2 separate regions of the Mus musculus genome follow, and region 2 is linked to region 1. A link is a contact called in public Hi-C data. All regions are on one chromosome and are shown on one strand. Each heading gives the region's core, a stretch centred on a gene start, on an enhancer-like site or on the middle of the called end of the contact. The rest is flanking DNA. Distances are from core to core; before and after follow the strand shown. Region 1 has its middle 6.4 kb from the start of Gm39781. Region 2 holds the start of 9330198N18Rik (a long non-coding RNA gene).

The links. A called contact is a pair of places that touch in the nucleus more often than the background predicts.
Region 2: a contact with region 1 is called in a Hi-C map of brain, with 3 times the contacts expected there. The contact joins the promoter of 9330198N18Rik here to the enhancer-like site in region 1. A contact is called at or near these places in 1 of 15 datasets of contacts at CTCF or cohesin (the NIH/3T3 cell line), 5 of 484 Hi-C or Micro-C datasets (the G1E-ER4 cell line, bone marrow-derived macrophages, brain and 1 more) and 1 of 115 datasets of contacts at active chromatin or transcription factors (embryonic stem cells).

Annotation. Positions count from the first base shown.
Region 1 is chr2:30,502,698-30,505,771 of GRCm38.p6, reverse strand. No RefSeq gene overlaps it. Among named protein-coding and RNA genes, the nearest start is that of Gm39781, 6.4 kb to the right of the region's middle. Within about 2 kb of position 1,596, at least 26 of the 459 cell types and tissues checked have an H3K27ac peak or open chromatin away from gene starts, as enhancers often do. A contact at or near this core is called in brain and nephron progenitors, where this site is marked.
Region 2 is chr2:30,628,128-30,631,201 of GRCm38.p6, reverse strand. 9330198N18Rik (a long non-coding RNA gene) reads right to left here and starts at 1,643. Exons shown (of 3, transcript XR_003954017.1): 1 at 1,457-1,643.

The sequences.
Region 1 (3,074 bases), core at 347-2,846:
AGTCCTGGGGACTAGGCAGAGGATAGCTTGAGAATCGGTCAAATCCCTTCCAAGTTCAAACTCACAGATTGTTTCCTGAACATTCCACCTAACATTTTCATACCAAATTTAACTGTAGACAACTGTGAAGCTCAGAGAGCAAAGTTATCAATAAGGGATATTATTGCCAAAGTGTAGGTGACCTTCCGTGGCCTCTGTGAATGCAAAGAAATGGGTCCAGGGGAAGAGAAGTCATTTGTATGTTGTTGTTGTTTTGTTTTGTTTTTAGGAAGGGTCTCACTCTGTAGTCCTGTCTGGCCTGGAGCTCACTATAGAGACCAGGTTGGCTTCACACTTGCAGCAATCCTCCTGCCTCTGCCTCAAAATGCTGGGATTACAAGCATGAGTCTCCACAGCTAACAGCACATGATTCTAGAGACAGAATTCCTCCTTGAGACCCTGACCCTGATCATGTGTTTTCCTTTTCCATCCCAGAAGACTGGCCATGTGTGTGTTCCTGCCTGCGCCCCCCACCCCGCCATTTTTGAAGAGTTCCCAACAGTTCAGGGTCATAGAGTTCCCCAGCCCCCATGGGCCCCACTCATCAACAGCTTGCCTGGGGTGGGGACAGGGGAGAGTCATCTAGTCCTCTGTGTGTGTGTGTGTGTGTGTGTGTGTGTGTGTGTGTGTGTGTGTGAGATCCCCTGTGTGAGATCCCCCCGTGTGTGATTCCCTGTGTGTGTGTGATCCTTCTGTGTGTATGTATGTGATCTTCCTCTGTGTGTGTGTGTGTGTGTGTGTATGTGCTCGAGATTCCCCTGTCCCCATCCCCCATTTCTCCAGACCCTGCTCCCACCACCCAGATTAGCCCTGAGCCTGAACCTGACAGCACCTTCTCCCAGTTACCCTGCACTCTGCTTCCTATGCCTGTGGCTAGGCCACCCTCACATCCTCCTTAGGTGGTTCTGTGCCTGGCCATTTCCTACAAAAGGAAGGGAAGGCTGGAGTCACCTGCTCACACCAGCCAATGAGCACGTGGTATCAGGGTCAGCACCCCCTCGGTTTCAGCCAGGACCCCATTGCCAGCCTCAGTTTTCCTCTCTGTAGGTGTAGATGATGAGGCCTCCTTTTCAAGTTGGTTCTCCATATTGATCCCTCCCTCCCTGGAGAGGCTCTGTGTCTGCCCCTGGCTGGAAAAGCAACCTTGATCTGAGATCAGGCTAATCCCTTCCTCCGGTTTCCCCAGAAAAAGGGGAGTGTGAAGTTGGAAGCAGAACCGAGCTATGTCACTCCCTATTCTTCAGGGGCTGAGGGTTCTGCCCACCTGTCAGCACAGGGCCCAGCAGGCCACCGATAATGGAAGAAGGCGGGGCCTTCCATCTCCTTGTTCTTCCTACTCAGTCCTGGGGATGTGTGTGTGCATGTAGTGTATGTATGTATGTATGTATGTATGTATGTATGTGTGTGTCTTTGTGCATGTATTACTGTGTCTTTGAGTGTGTCTGAATGTATGTATTTGTGTGTGTGTGTGTGTGTGTGTGTGTGTGTGTGTGTGTGTTTAAATTCCAGCCGCAGAGCTGTGCATTCCCATCCGGGCCTCCTGCCTCCTCCCACCTCCTCACTGGTGGCTGTCTCACGACAGACATTTTTAGTGGTGACAGCTGGCCTTGTGGAACTCAGCTGAGTACGGGAATGAAGTTTTTTTCTTTCTTTCTTTTTTTTTTTTTTTTTTTAAAGAACGAGGCAAACCACGGCCACTTTAAATAGCTGTGCAGAGAGGAAAGGCGAGGCAGGAAGGCGCGGGCCGAGCTTCTTAGTGGAGGGGAAACCGAGGCCAGATCGAGGGGGCAGACGACCCTGCCTTGCCACAGCTTGTGAATGGCAGGGCTGCAATCCAAACCTGCGTGGGCAGATCCCCATCAGCCACCTTCCGGCTGAGCTCACCAGCACTACAGCCACCCCTGAGCACCAGGAGAAGGGACTGACTGATGCCGGGTCCCCGGGACCCGGCTGCACCCACCTATCCTTCTGCAGGTTGGGCCTGGCCTCCAGGTGCCAGGCATCCTAGGTGGACCGCCCTCATGGCTGCTCCTCCCCCCTCACCAGACTCAGATCCTGTCACTTTTGTCCCCTCTGAAGCTGTGAGTGGTTGACAACTCGGTTATCCACGTGCTACCCTCACAAATGGTCCCACAGCATCCACCCTGTTCCTTGGCAACAGACACATTGCCAGCATCTGGTGGAGCTGGGATGACCTAGGTTCAAGTCCTGCCTCTTCCACCTAAGAGCCTCTAGCTGCAGCTCTGTGAAGCTGGAATCTGAGTGGGTGGGTGGGTGGGGCTGCGGGTCGCGCATGCTCAATGCTGGAACCACCTTGCATGGGGGGGGGGGCAAAAGTAGCAACCGTGTGTGTGTGTGTGTGTGTGTGTGTGTGTGTGTGTGTGTGTGCCACGCGCGCGAGTGCATGCATGTTCTGCTCCACCCCCATCCAAGCTGTATTTCTGGACCTGAATCCCTTCACATGTACCACTCCTAAGAGGACCAACAAAGCCTTGGGAGGCATTTAGGCTGGGAGTAGGGTGCCAGTGCACTTGTTCCTTCTTGTTCTAGTGTCACTACAGGTCATTGCTCCCCTCTCACACACCCCTGTGCCCCCCAGACACTGTGATGTAACCACACACAAACACACACATACACACACACACACCCCAGTATCCCTCTCCCCCAAGTGGTGCATCAGGGGTGTAGACCAGGGAGCCCTCCCTCAGCAGAATACCACCCTGTGTCAGAGAAAAGCAGTAGGACACCTAACAGGAAGAGTGAACACAGCACGACTGTCCCCATCCTGGGTTACCCCGGTGCAGGTGCCAACATGCACCTCTGTATGTCTCCCCCACGGGACCCCCTGTATATCTAGATTGACTTTTGGAACATCCTCTGAGCAGACTTTTTTGTGATACTGAAGCTCAGAGAGGTGAGTACACTTGCTCAAGGCCACACAGCAGTGAGTGTAGGGTCTGGAATTCTGAATCCCATTTGTATCCTGTTATTAAGAACTCCTCAGCCCTAGGGGAATTACTTGGTGCTTAAAGTGC
Region 2 (3,074 bases), core at 394-2,893, 130 kb before region 1:
GACACGACTTGCAGAGCTAGTGATGACATAGGAAGTAGGAAAAGTGAAACAAAGAGAGGGGTCAGGCCCAAGATCTGTCTGGAAGAAGGTCTGGAAGGAGAAAGAGACCATATTTGATGTGATGTTGTCTGAGAACATTCCAGAATTGGTGAAAAACATTTCTCAGATTTATGAATTGCACAGAGCCTGGGACTGTGGCTCCTTGGTAGAACACCCGCCTGGCATGCTTGCCACCCTGGATCCAGTCCTTAGGGTTGTGATAGGAGTGTCTCCTCCCAAAGGGACAAACCAGAGGAGTCTACACCTAGATACTTCTATTAAATATGCAACCGAAAAGGGAAGCTCCCCCCACCCAGTAGGAAATCATCAAAGCAGCACTGATTTCCCATGTTTAGAAAACCTTGTGTGTATGCACATATGCTGGTGCCCACAGAGGCCAGAAGCAGGTGGCTGAACCCCTGGGGCTGGAGTTCCAGGGAGCTGCCCCTCCTGGGTGCTGAGAACCAAACTCTAGTCCTCTTCAAAAGCTGACGCTCTATGGGCTCAGCCATCTCTTCAGCCCCTTGTCTTGACTTTGAAGATTGGAAGCAGTTCTAAGTGTGTGTGTGTGTGAGTGTGTGTGTGTGTGAGTGTGTGTGTGTGTGTGTGTGTGTGTGTGTGTGTGTGTTTAGGCACCCACAAGTGTGCAGGTGCACATGGAGGCCAGATGTTAACATCTGGATACTTGTTTTGATCCCTGGTCTCCCTGGGACCTGAGACTTGCTGACTAGGCTGTCTGGTCAGGAGCTGCCTGTCACCTGCCTCCCCAGCACCGGGATTACAAGTGATTCCTCATGTCAGGCTTTTTACAGAAGTGTAGTAAAAAGTGCAAAGCTAGCACTTTCCCAGCCTGCCATCTCCCCCAGCCCTGAGTTTAAATCAACATTTCCACAAAGTGTTGCATGGGCGTGGCCCCTGGACAGTCCTGCTTTGCCTGACCACAGTCATTAGTGTTCACACTTCCTGACTCTCTCCCTTTAGGGGGATGCTCTTGCAAGATGCTGGCTCGACCAATCCCATGCAGCAGAGATGCTGTGAACCTTTCAGGCCCAACCTTCAGACGTCATGTAGCTCCAGCCGGAGCTGTGTTAGGTCAGTTAGTCTTGTGTCTAGGAGCTGGGTACAGGCTAAGGAGGGTCAGGTGGGGTTGCCCACCAGGGAGGGAGGGAGAGCCCACTGGGTAGCCAAGGTCACATGGTGAGATGCAGGGAAAGACATCATAATGTCTGCCTCCAGTTACAATAGGGAGATGATGGCATCCTCCTCCCAGAGCTGTGGGTACAGCTCACTGGTAAACAGCCTACCTAGCATGCACAAAATCCTAGGTTCTATCTCAAACAACACAACACACACACACACACACACACACACATACACACACACACTCACATAGAAAGGGAAGAAGAGAGATGGGTACCAGGGGAATGCTGGAAGAAGATATCGATCTGCCAAGGACAGAGGGCTTAGAAGACGCCAGCTCTGCCAACATCTCCTCTTAGAATTGTGTCCTCTGGAACTGAGAAAACGCGTTTCTATTTTGTAAGCCAGCCAGCCTGTGGTCCTTCCTTACTGCAGCTCTAGCCAACCCAGGTGAGGGTAACCATGGCAACCAGCCCAGGCAGCAGCAGCAGCAGCAGCAGCAGCAGCAGCAGCAGCAGCAAATGCCCTTGAAGCTAGGCTTACAAAACTGAGAACAGTGAGCAACTAAGTCCAAGGTCACACATGGCCAGGGACAGGACCAAGGTGTGGCTCAACGTCTCAGGAGGAAGAACGCTTTCTTTAGTCATCCGAGACACAGCCCAGTGAGACCACAAACCCATCAGCCACAGGAAAGGCTGGAGAACATTGTTGTTATAGCATAGTCAAGGCAATTAAAGCAAGCATTCATCAGTCTGAACCCTCTTTCAGCTAAATTGCCTTTCGAGAGCGGGAGCAAGGCTGGGAGAGACGGCTCAGTCAGCAAAGTGCTTGCTGTAGCAGTACGGTGCATGCTGTTCCGATGCATGCAAGTTCAGATCCCCAGAACCCACATAAAAACACCAGACATGCTCACGCAGACCTGACAGGAGGGATCCCCGGGGCTTGCTGGGAGCCAATGTAGCCAATTAGTGAGCTCCAGGTTCAGTGAGGGTCCTTGTCACCAAAAATAAGGTGGAGGTGCTAGAGAGATGCCTCTGTGGGTAAGAGCACTTATCCGTGCAAACAGGAGGATCTGAGTTCAAGTCCCCACACTCACATATAAAGCAGGGCCCAGCTGGGTATCCCTGTAACCTTAGCACTGGGTAATAAGGAAGGGTGTACCCCAGGAACTCAGAAGTCAATGGCTAGCCAATCTAGGTAAATGAGTGAGACACACTGTCTCGAGGAAGTAAGACAGAGAGCAACAGAAGAAGGTGTCCAGTGTTAACCTCTGACCTGTACGTACGAGCGTGCGCGCGCGCGCACACACACACACACACACACTCCAGGGAATGGAGGCAAAAGCAACATTCTGAATTCTGATAGACTAAAGAGCATCAGTGCTTGTGGATCTTGGCAGACAGAATGGGTGAAAGATGACAGAGAAGCTGCGGGCCAGCATCAAGTGTGACATGTAAGCGGTCACGGGCAAAGACAGCAAAGCATGACTCACATCTGAGGGAGAATGGCAGCCGAAGTGACAGATGCTGGCTTGGAGCAGAGTAGAAATAAAACACTCCGGAGCGTGATAGTGATAGAGACAGGACCCAGCTCAATCTCGCCACCGTGTACAGGCGGGAAAGCACACAAAAAGTACTGGCTCAGATTATTATTGAAGTCAATCAAGCCCAGAAAGAACTAGGAAGTAATATCGAGGGTAGTAGAGATAGCTCAGTTGGGAGACTACTTGCCAAGAAGTCATGGATCCCTGGGCTTGAATCTCAGTACCACAGGAACCCAGCATGGGGGTACATAACCTGTAATTCCAGTACTGTGGAGGATCGGAAGTTCAGGGTCACCTGTGGCTACATAGTGAGTTTGAAGATGTCTTGGACTATATGAGACCCTGCCTCAAA